Linked DNA regions of Mus musculus: region 1 is linked to region 2. A link is a contact called in public Hi-C data. All regions are on one chromosome and are shown on one strand. Each heading gives the region's core, a stretch centred on a gene start, on an enhancer-like site or on the middle of the called end of the contact. The rest is flanking DNA. Distances are from core to core; before and after follow the strand shown. Region 1 has its middle 270 kb from the start of Gm46220. Region 2 has its middle 34 kb from the start of Gm31202.

Region 1 (5,250 bases), core at 2,490-4,989, 390 kb after region 2:
ATGGATGAAGAAGCATGGAGTCTAAGAGTAAACAGGGCCTGACAAGAAAGGGTTGACTAAAACATAGGAAGAGCAATATACCCAACTACAAACGTGACAGCCATTTATGTTATGTAAGGTAACAGTTTCTAGTAGCCACATTTGAGAAAATGATACATTAATTTTTAGAAGTGTTATTTGACTCAAAATAATCAAAATTCTATTACCATATTTATCCACGTCCCTAATTTTTTGTTACCTATTCTTTGAATTCAAGTTTTAATGGTAAGTTTACAGTGGACCCCCATCAGAATTTTTATTTGGAATTCTTGACACTATTTAAGTCTTACAAACTGTAGAGATGAAAAAGTAAATTCATCAGGGTCACAAATCCCTTCTGGTCCATGCCAGCACCGGGGTACCTTGGGCGTGGAGTCTGCGGACACCAGCAAGCTCCTCACAGGACCCTCTACGGGATCTTAAGACCTCTGGTGAGTGGATCACAACTTCTACCAGGAGGCAGGTCTGAACACCAGATATCTGGGCACCTTCCCTGCAAGAGGAGAGCTTGCCTGCAGAGAGTACTCTGACCACTGAAAACTCAGGAGAGAGCTAGTCTCCCAGATCTGCTGATAGAGGCTAACATAATCACCTGAGGAACAAGCTCTAACCAGAGACAACTATAACAACTAACTCCAGAGATTACCAGATGGCGAAAGGCAAACGTAAAAATCTTACTAACAGAAACCAAGACCACTCACCATCATCAGAATGCACCACTCCCACCCCACCCAGTCCTGGGCACCCCAACACACCCGAAAAGATAGTCCCGGATTTAAAAGCATATCTCATGATGATGGTAGAGGACATCAAGAAGGATTTTAATAACTCACTTAAAGAAATACAGGAGAACACTGCTAAACAGGTAGAAGACCTTAAAGAGGAAGCACAAAAATCCCTTAAAGAATTGCAGGAAAACACGACCAAACAGGAGATGGAATTGAATAAAACCATCCAAGACCTAAAAAGGGAAGTAGACACAATAAAGAAAACGCAAAGTGAGGAAACACTAGAGATATAGTGGATGCTCACAGTTAGCTATTGGATGGATCACAGGGCCCCCAATGGAGGAGCTAGAGAAAGTACCTGAGGACCTAAAGGGATCTGCAACCCTATAGGTGGAAAAGCATTATGAACTAACCAGTACCCCGGAGCTCTTGACTCTAGCTGCATATGTATCAAAAGATGGCCTAGTTGGCCATCACTGGAAAAAGAGGCTCATTGGACATGCAAACTTTATATGCCCCAGTACAGGGGAACGCCAGGGCCAAAAAGTGGGAGTGGATGGGTAGGGGAGTGGGGTGGAGGGTATGGGGGACTTTTGGGATAGCATTGGAAATGTAAATGAGGAAAATACCTAATAAAAATATATTTAAAAAAAGAAAAAGTAAAAGTAAATTCATATGTCCACCCTGTTTTGAACCTGAAATCTTTCCAATTGTTAAATTGTATATCCATTGTCAAATTTGAATTTAGCTTGTGAAAGTGGATAAAATTAAAAGCTTTATGCCTCAGTCTCACGAGTCCCATTTAAATGCTCAGTAGTCCCAAGGCGACTGGCAGACACCCTGTTGCACAGTGCAGAGCAGGAAGCCTTGGCTAGATCATGCTCATATCATCAGCCTCATTCCAGGATCTGTCTTCATTTCAAGGGAACAGCATTGAATGTACCTGTGGATGGCATGGTAAGGTTTGAGGTAGGAGAGATCAACTGATGTGGAGAATGGATGGAAAATAAGAAAACATATCAGATGAGTAAGCTAATCTGGAAAATGATGCTGCTGATGGAGAAGATGCTCTCTTCTATGAGATTATTTTCTTTCTTAAAAAAATAAAATCCATAGGAAGAGATGATAGAAGAAAAATGAAGAAAGACATAAAAAGGCAAGGGATCTTCACTATTGCTTGACCAATGGAAGAAGAGTTTAGATAGAGTTCCATGGGGATGGCTTGTGTGGGTCTACAGCTCTGTTTTGGGAAAATTTAGTATAGTATCGCTTAGGTTGCTCATGAATCTTGAAGCTTCTTCATTTTCCTACTTAGAACATGATCTGGAAGAATTTTATAACTTAAGATTGTCTGGTGTTCTCTCCTGTTATGACTGATACATCCTCCCCATGTAATTTGAAAGTTCTTGATAACATGGCCAAATGATGCACTTGTTACATAGTAGACTACTATGAGTAGTCCAAAAATAAATGAGTAAGTAGGTGAATAATTGAATACAAGCCAAGAGTTCCCCACCTGCTGCATTCTAGTCTCAGAAATTTCACATCTTTACTTCCACTGCACTATAATGAAATGAAACTCACAGAAGATGGGACAAAAATATCAATTCTCAGTGGGAAGACTTTTAAAAGATTTGGAACCATGTCATATAACAACCTCAGAACAAATCTGGGACAGCCTCACTTGAAGGTAACTTCAGTCTTCCAAGAAAGGTAGTTGAGGACATAGGTGAAAATCAAAAGAGGGGGAGAACATAGTAATAAGAGTTTAGTGACTATTGTATTTAGTAGTTCTTATAGTCTGAATGAGAGCTTCTAAGAATGGAGTGGAGCTGGAATGTTGTGCATTGAAGGACTGCATTCATTTACTTCTCCATAAGAAAGATAAAGGGTAGGCAAGGCAACAGGGTGGCTGCAGGAGCTGCAGACAGACATGGACTGATTTAGCATGGGCTTCAGGAAGGAACAGTGTGTAGCAGTTTTAAATCTTCTGAAATGCCAAGAAAGATAAAAATGGATAGATGTCGGTTGTGGTTTTGGGCATCTTGTTGAGCATAGTTAAAAATTATTACTGTTATATTGTAAAGCCTGCACACAATATAAAACATGAATGCCCTAGATTGAGAGGAATTGAGTCAAGCAAAACTAGTTATTGGGTGTCAAAATGACAGCTTTAATTGGACTATAGTTGGAGATAAATAAAATAAATACGTATTTTTTCTTGATTTTTCCCTCTCATTATTATATCTTAAATTAACTACTTACTCACCTATTGTAAAGTAAGATTTTATGCTGTGTTTTTCTGCACACAATATTATAGGCTCAAGAGTAAAATTATTTCACTAATATTGCTAAAATGTGTTGTAAGATTATAAAAGTATCTAGACACTGTGGACAGAGTACAGAAATGACTTTAATGACTGCCACAGTAGACTACAGACTTTCAATGCTAGGACATTTCCATATCTTGGTTTTGTTCCCAGTAAAAAAATTTTCACAGTTTACAAAGAGGATCTAAAAGTTTAGTTACTTAAAAATCTATACATACACACACACACACACACACACACACACACACACACATACACACACACATCATTAAATATTAAATGCTTTGAGCATATGCATATATCTATAAATATTAGAATAAGGCTATTCCATCTCATCATAAATAACAATATGTATACCTTTAATGTACATTTGACATAACTTTATATGCATATATTTAAAAAACAAATTTATAGTAATTTTGTTTTGGAATGATAAGTTTAAAGATTCTAGAAATAAAATCACTTTCCAAATCTTTTAAGTCTTTTTCTTCTCCTCAATTGGAAATGATGCTTAATAAACGAAATCAGTCTGTCTTCTGTATCAGTAACCCAGATAAATCCTTTAAATACCTGCTTCCTTGGTGGTGGCTGAGCTTGGTGGCACCCTGTCTGATTCCATCCTGTCATTTATTTCCCTGCTCATTGCGCAGAGCTGTTGCTACTGAGTCAGCGCCAGTCCATGGGACTCCAGTGCCAGAAGCATGTACTGTACACTAGGCTCAAATCAGTTCACACCGCTGCCGAAACCTGGAAGAGAAGCCATGGAAATGGAAAAACACAGTGGTTTTTGGATTAACTCCTTTCACACCCCAATCAGAAATACTAGCTTTCTTCACTTCAGACTTAGTAAGCAAATCTACCTAAGATTCAAAAGCTGAGTTCAGTTTGATGCCAAACAATAAAATGCTGGAGATGCACTGAGTATGCTGTATAAACATTCATATGTTTCAAAACTGTGTCCAATGTTTGACAGACACTTAACCAGAGAAAAACAAATTCAGATTCAGTAACTTTAACATCCCTGTGAGACAACGGATTTGAGCCTTTGTAAGAAGAAATATCTCAAGATGAAAAACCAAAATAGATGCGCTTAATTAAGCTTCACAAGGCATTGAATGCCCTAACTCCATTTCTCCATTTACAAATAAAAATAAATAAATAAATAAATAAATAAATAAATAAATAAATAAATAAATTTTACTGCTTTAAACATCATCTCCCCTTTGCTTAAAGATTTGGCCTTAACACATTCACTCTTTGCTTACAGCACAGCTCCTTTTGCCTCTCTGCCTTCAGAGCCCCTATATCTTAAGATAACAGGATCTCTCTGTTGGTAATTGGTTTATTTGTCCTTAATTACTTTCTTCTGGAGGTTCTAGCACCTGAGTGATACACCTTACAGAAAATAATTATGGCCTCTCACAGCATCCACGGTGCTAGGCAGAGAAAAGTAAGATATAGTATTTGTTTGCTTTTGAGTAAGTATTGGCTTACTTACTGAAGAATTTGATGAGCCATTTGCGTAGTGTGTTTGAAATGAAAGATACTGATTTCTCAGAGGAAGAAGCAGTCTTCCAGAATTATTTATTTTATCAATACAAATGTCGATGAGCCAAGGCAGGGTTAGAAGGTGGGACATCTGGCAGAGAGAAACAGAGAAGGAGAGGGAGAGGGAGAGAGGGAGAGGGGAGAGAGGGAGAGGGAGAGAGGGAGAGGGAGAGGGAGAGAGGGAGAGGGGAGAGAGGGAGAGGGAGAGGGGAGAGAGGGAGAGGGGAGAGAGGGAGAGGGGAGAGAGGGAGAGGGGAGAGAGGGAGAGGGAGAGAGGGAGAGAGGGAGAGGGAGAGAGGGAGAGAGGAAGAGAGGGAGAGAGGGAGAGAGGGAGAGAGGGAGAGAGGGAGAGAGGGAGAGGGAGAGGGAGAGGGAGAGGAAGCTGAGATAACGTACAGAGGCATTTACCTCAGAGACAGAGGAAGACTGTCACATGAAACTGAGGACCAAGTAACCAGGAATGTGGCATTTATAAAATGGGACATATAGGATATTAAGTTACGAGCTACTCTGGGGAACAGGCCCAAGCTATTGGCCCAGGCACTTATTCCTGTATAAGAATTCTCAGGGTCATCTTTTGATACACACTGGTCATGCAAACTTTA
Region 2 (5,230 bases), core at 127-2,626:
TGAGAGGCAAAGACAGGTGGATCTTTGTGAGTTCAAGGCCAGCCTGGACTACAACTCAAGTTCCAGAATAGCCAGGACTGTTGCACAGAGAAACCCTATGTCAAAAACAAAACAAAACAAACAAACAAACAAAAACCTGCGACCACCACCACCAACCAAACAACCAATCCAAATCTCCAAAACAATGGACTGTCTAAATGTTACCTTCGTTACTGATGGCAGCACTCTGCAGGTGTTTTAGAGAGGAAAAGGGTTAAACTGGAAAATAGAAGGCAGCACATCAATGCTGTGCCCAGTATCCTGGTGGATTTCATACCTGAGCAGGGGGTAGTGGGTGTACTGTCACAGTCAGGGCCCCTGAGAAGGGACAGAGCAGAGTGTGCTTATCAAGAAGTCATACACTCTCTTAGAACCATAATGAAAGACACAGAGGAAAAAAGGCTCTTCAGAGGAAGGTAGTATCTGGTGTGAGATCAAAGTGTCATGTTAGTGAAAAAAATGAGAGAATACAATTTATAGTTTACTATCACATGCAAATCAAAAGCTACACACAGAGCACAATTGAATACTAGGAATTTTTTAAAAAAGATATACACTTAAGAGAATTCATAGGTGGTAGGTTTGAAAGAAAGAAATTACATGCATTGTAAGCTTAGTTGTGTCTATGGAGACGTAGTTTTATTTATTTGTTTAAATAAAAGAGACTTACGCAGATAAAGGGAAACAGGGTGATTTGAAGTGATGTCAGTGGACAACTCCTTTCCTTACTAAGAAAACACCAAGAATGTAGAAACTACAGCACAGCAGTGCTTTAATATATATGACCAGAAACATCAGACAACAAGAAAAAAGACCGCAACAATAGGGTCAAATTTCCAATATGGACAAGATATTTGGGGACTTTCTAATGCCTAGAATCTTTTGACATGGTTCGTTCTCTCTTTATAAAAATCAAAGTTTAACGCGTAGCTTTTGGTCGAGCTGGAGAAGCGAATGGAAATCACACTTATAACCTCGGTGTCCTTTGAACTTCGGGTTATACTTTTCTCTTCCAGGTCCACTTTTTATCTAGCTCTCCGCTCCCATTTCTCACTAGTGATTATGAGATGTTGTGTTAAGTCAGTTCCTTTCCCAGAACTAAAACAGGAAGACAACCGGCTTTTCTATCTGTGTGGAATAAATATCATAAAAGAAATCTAGCAAACTGCACCTCCTTTCGTGGAGCTGGGTTGGGGATCCAGCCAGGGCGGGGCGGGTTAGACATGGCTTAGGAAGGACATGGCTGAGCCCAAGGCTGTCGCGGGTCTGCTAAACTGCACAGAGTGCCACTTGCAAAGTCCCTCTCTGCCCCATGGCGACAGATGGTCTTTCTTCTGCCTGTGTGTGTGAAGGGGGTGGGGAGTGGTCATAACAATAAGCAGCAGTAGCCACTTGACAGCTTCTTGCTGCCAGGAATTTGCATGGGGGTGGGGGCGGGGCGCTTGCTGCCATCTGGAGAACTTCAGCTCACTGAGGAAGAACCGGTGTCTCCGCCTGTATGCGCCCTAGTGGGTGTTGGGATCTGGGATCTGGACTCCCGGGGAAAGCAGAGAGCAAGAAGCAAATCCCCAGTGAGGCTTCTGCTGCTCTGGGGAAGAGAGACTGGACCTGCACGCTGGGCTGGCTGGGCGGAGGTTATGCCCACAGGTCTGGCACTTCAGAATGATTCAGGTCAGCCACGGTGTCGCCTTTGGAACATGGGTTTGTTTACCCACCAGTAGTTGGTGGGGGACATGTGGACTGGAAAAGAGGAAACCCAAACCTGTACCCCTTTCCCATGACCTCCGGAGGAAAGTTCAGTGAGGCAAAAGGCTGACCATACACCCCAGGGACGCTTTTCTCAGACCACAGTGCTGTGCATTATAAACACATGTGCAACTCATTTAATTAAACACATAACAGCTGCTGAGATGTTTGTGCGTTTAAAAAGCAAAATGTATTTTCAGTGCATTTTAAAAAATAAGTTTTTTTATTCGAAATACCAATTGAAACCATGTGGTCTCCTTTTTACTAAAAAAATAAAAATTTCTCCAAAATATGTTCAGTGGATATTTAAGATTTACTGGGATAAAAAAGGCAGCTTTAACAAAATATTATTGTGTTGGGGAATGTATTCTATAGCTAAAAAGAATTAACATAAAAAAGAATTAATATTATCAGCCCATGGGTTGTAGTTAATAGATAATCCCAAAGCTTTATAAGCTCTCGAATCTTCCAGAATCTCCAGCACCAAAAACAAATAAAAAAAAAAATACAAAAACCAAAATAACAACAAAACAAACAAGCAAGCAAAATACAATAAAGTTCCACATGGGAGAATAAAAAGACATGATCGGATATGTGTTAATTATGGGCTAATGAAATAAATGAGAGTAAATCTCTGTTTTCTGTGCTGGGATTTTCAGGGTGGAAACCATAATATTTCTTTTATTACCCCAGCGGCTAACCCAATTCCACTACGAAGGAGGAGCCTGTTTTTCAGCCTGAGTAGTGACAATGAACACAGGTTAATACTGACAAACCTAACACTAAGCCCACAGAAGTACTTGCAAGTGGCATCTGGAATCTAAGAGGTAAACCATCATGGTGAGACCAGCAAGTTCTCAGTAGCTGCCACTTCTGGTCCTCATCCAGCTAACCTGAATGTATGTGTGCCCCAATCTCTGAAACAATAAATTCTCTGAGTTTAGGATACTAACAGGTGAGCTTTTGGGTCCCATAAAGATGGCAGACATGAGTCCAGAATTTTTAAGTATTCAATCAAGGCAGCTTTCTAACTCGCTGAAAGCTATGTCTACACAGTGTGCAAATGCTAAGGCACACGTGTTTATAGGTACACTGCATTATTTCAGAGAATGTGAACTCTTTGCTCTGTGGTGGCTCAAGTTTGAAATTTATACTTCTTTAAAAACTTTTTTTTGGGGGGGTCTATGAAGTCTTAGCTATCCTGGAACTTGTATGTTAACCAGGCTGACCTCAGACTCATAGAGATCTGCCTGTCTTGGAGTCTAGAAAGCGAAGATTAAAGGAATATGCCACCATAGCCCACAAATTGATACTTTTGAGCTGGGCCAGACTTAGTGGCACATCTTCAAATCCTAGTATTTTGGAGGCAGGCAGATCTCTGTGAGTTTTGAGTTTAAGGCCAGCCTGATTCACATAGTGAGCTATAAGCAAGTTAGGGTTACATAGAGAGACTTGTCTCAAACAAACAAACAAACAAATCTTTTAAATGCAATTGGCCTACATTTTTAGGTAGAGTTAATGACTTAATTTGGTATTGATGGGGCTTATAAAATAACTATGAACACCATTCTATCATAGTATTTCATGAACCATTCAAGTTTATGAGAATGAACAGACAGACAGAGGCACCTAGGGTGTGACATTTAAGACTCAATCTGGTACAAGAATGAATCAAACTGTAACTTTCCTCGAACCCCTTGAATTAGATGTTCTACAGAAGGCCAACCAAAGGCTTAAAAATCTAATTACGTTCTGAACCTAAATTTATTAGTTGAATGGTTACCATGGGGATCATTTTCACACCATATTGCTTCCCAAATGTACACACAGAATTAGGGTGCTAGTTAGCTAAGTATGTTATGAGCCTTCACTCTGCAAAGATCTTATGTGGCAAAAAGGGGCACCCATTTCTTTCCAGAAAAGAAAGAAAAGGTAATGTCTCAGTCCTGGCAACAGTTAATCCATGGGATAAAATAGTGTTTGAATATATTTCTTCCTCTAGGAAATATATTGACTCACTGTTCTTAAAAATTATTAGTTTGTTCTGTATAGTTTCATAAATTTTTAAAATAACTTTTCAGGTTTCTTCTTCCAGTATTTGAATTCCTCAAAGAAGCACAGATCTTTCTCCTATCACTCCCAACCCTTTCCAGTTTCATGATTGAACATTTTTACATTCAGTAGGGGAAAAAATGAACCTAATATTATAATGATTACATATCCCATGTTCTCATACACAGGTAATAAATACAGAAATCAAGGATAAGATGCTGTTAGTCACTTTTAAGTGCTTTCCCAGTTTGAAAGATTTTATGCACTCATAGAAATGTTTTCCTTTCTGCCTCACTGGGTTGCACTTTTGCTTTGATATCTGAGAAAGACGAGGAGGGTAATGAAATATATCTCTTGAGCCAAGAAACTAGAGAAAAATCATAATTTTAAGAAAAAAATGGTGGCGATGTTTAAATAGATTACATTTCATCTGGCTGCTCTTAATTACAGCTACCCGCCCACAAGCTGTTGCAAAGGTCCCCTGGAGACAACTTCCAAGCTATTTATGGGCTCTTCAGAGGAGAAGCTATGAGAATGTCTTTTTCATGCTATTCTCTTTAAACTTTCATTTTCAATAGCCCACAATTAGCTCCCTGGAATGAGGATGTATATTGGGCTAAATATGCAGGGGTCATAATTTTCTGACCTACTTCCTCCTTCACGTCCAAATAATGTGGAAGGAATTCATTCCAGATCCTGTTTGTCTGCCGTGCTAATTCACAATGACATCTCAGCTCTCTTGATTTCAAAGCGTCCTGTGATTTTTAAAGTAGCAATTTCCTATTTGAAGGAATCCATTACCGTGCCAACAGGAATGTTGGTTGAGTGGAATTGCTCTCTCCACTAGTCAGTTACATGAAGAAAGTTTAACTTAGGGATGAGCAGATAGACAAAGGGTAGGCAATATTTTAATGTGGAGAGAAGAAATTGGATTGTAAAAGGAAGTTGGGCATATCTCCCTTGAAGAATGTCCTTTACTGACAAGACTGATTTTGTTAGTTTTCTCGTTCTGCAGATTACTATGAGAGTTTTATGTTTATCAGAAAATCCAAACTGGTAATTTCATTTGCGTGTGGCTCCCTTCCAAATAAGAAATATCTTTGTTTTGTTCACTATTTTTTTAGGGTAAAATTCTGCATCTTCCTCTTGGCACCATATGTCCATTTGAGAAGTAGAGGGTTTCTAAGATCCCTCCAATGGCCTTTGTGTCTGCCAGAGGGCAGCATGTAACACTCTCCCATCTGGCATGAAAGTTACCACTTGGCTGCCACCTGTACTGTGCTGAGGACTCCTGTCACTCCTCCACCATCCAGGGCTGTGGGACTCGAGTCCCTTCAGCCTTCTCCTGCCTGCAACTTCTCCTCCAGTGACAGATGTTGGGGTGGGGAACACA

What was found. A called contact is a pair of places that touch in the nucleus more often than the background predicts.
Region 1: a Hi-C map of cerebellum shows a contact between it and region 2, with 1.6 times the contacts expected there. The contact joins two enhancer-like sites.

Annotation. Positions count from the first base shown.
Region 1 is chr10:37,784,487-37,789,736 of GRCm38.p6, forward strand. No RefSeq gene overlaps it. Among named protein-coding and RNA genes, the nearest start is that of Gm46220, 270 kb to the right of the region's middle. Within about 2 kb of position 3,740, at least 1 of the 459 cell types and tissues checked has an H3K27ac peak or open chromatin away from gene starts, as enhancers often do. A contact at or near this core is called in cerebellum, where this site is marked.
Region 2 is chr10:37,396,060-37,401,289 of GRCm38.p6, forward strand. No RefSeq gene overlaps it. Among named protein-coding and RNA genes, the nearest start is that of Gm31202, 34 kb to the left of the region's middle. Within about 2 kb of position 1,377, at least 136 of the 459 cell types and tissues checked have an H3K27ac peak or open chromatin away from gene starts, as enhancers often do. A contact at or near this core is called in cerebellum, where this site is marked.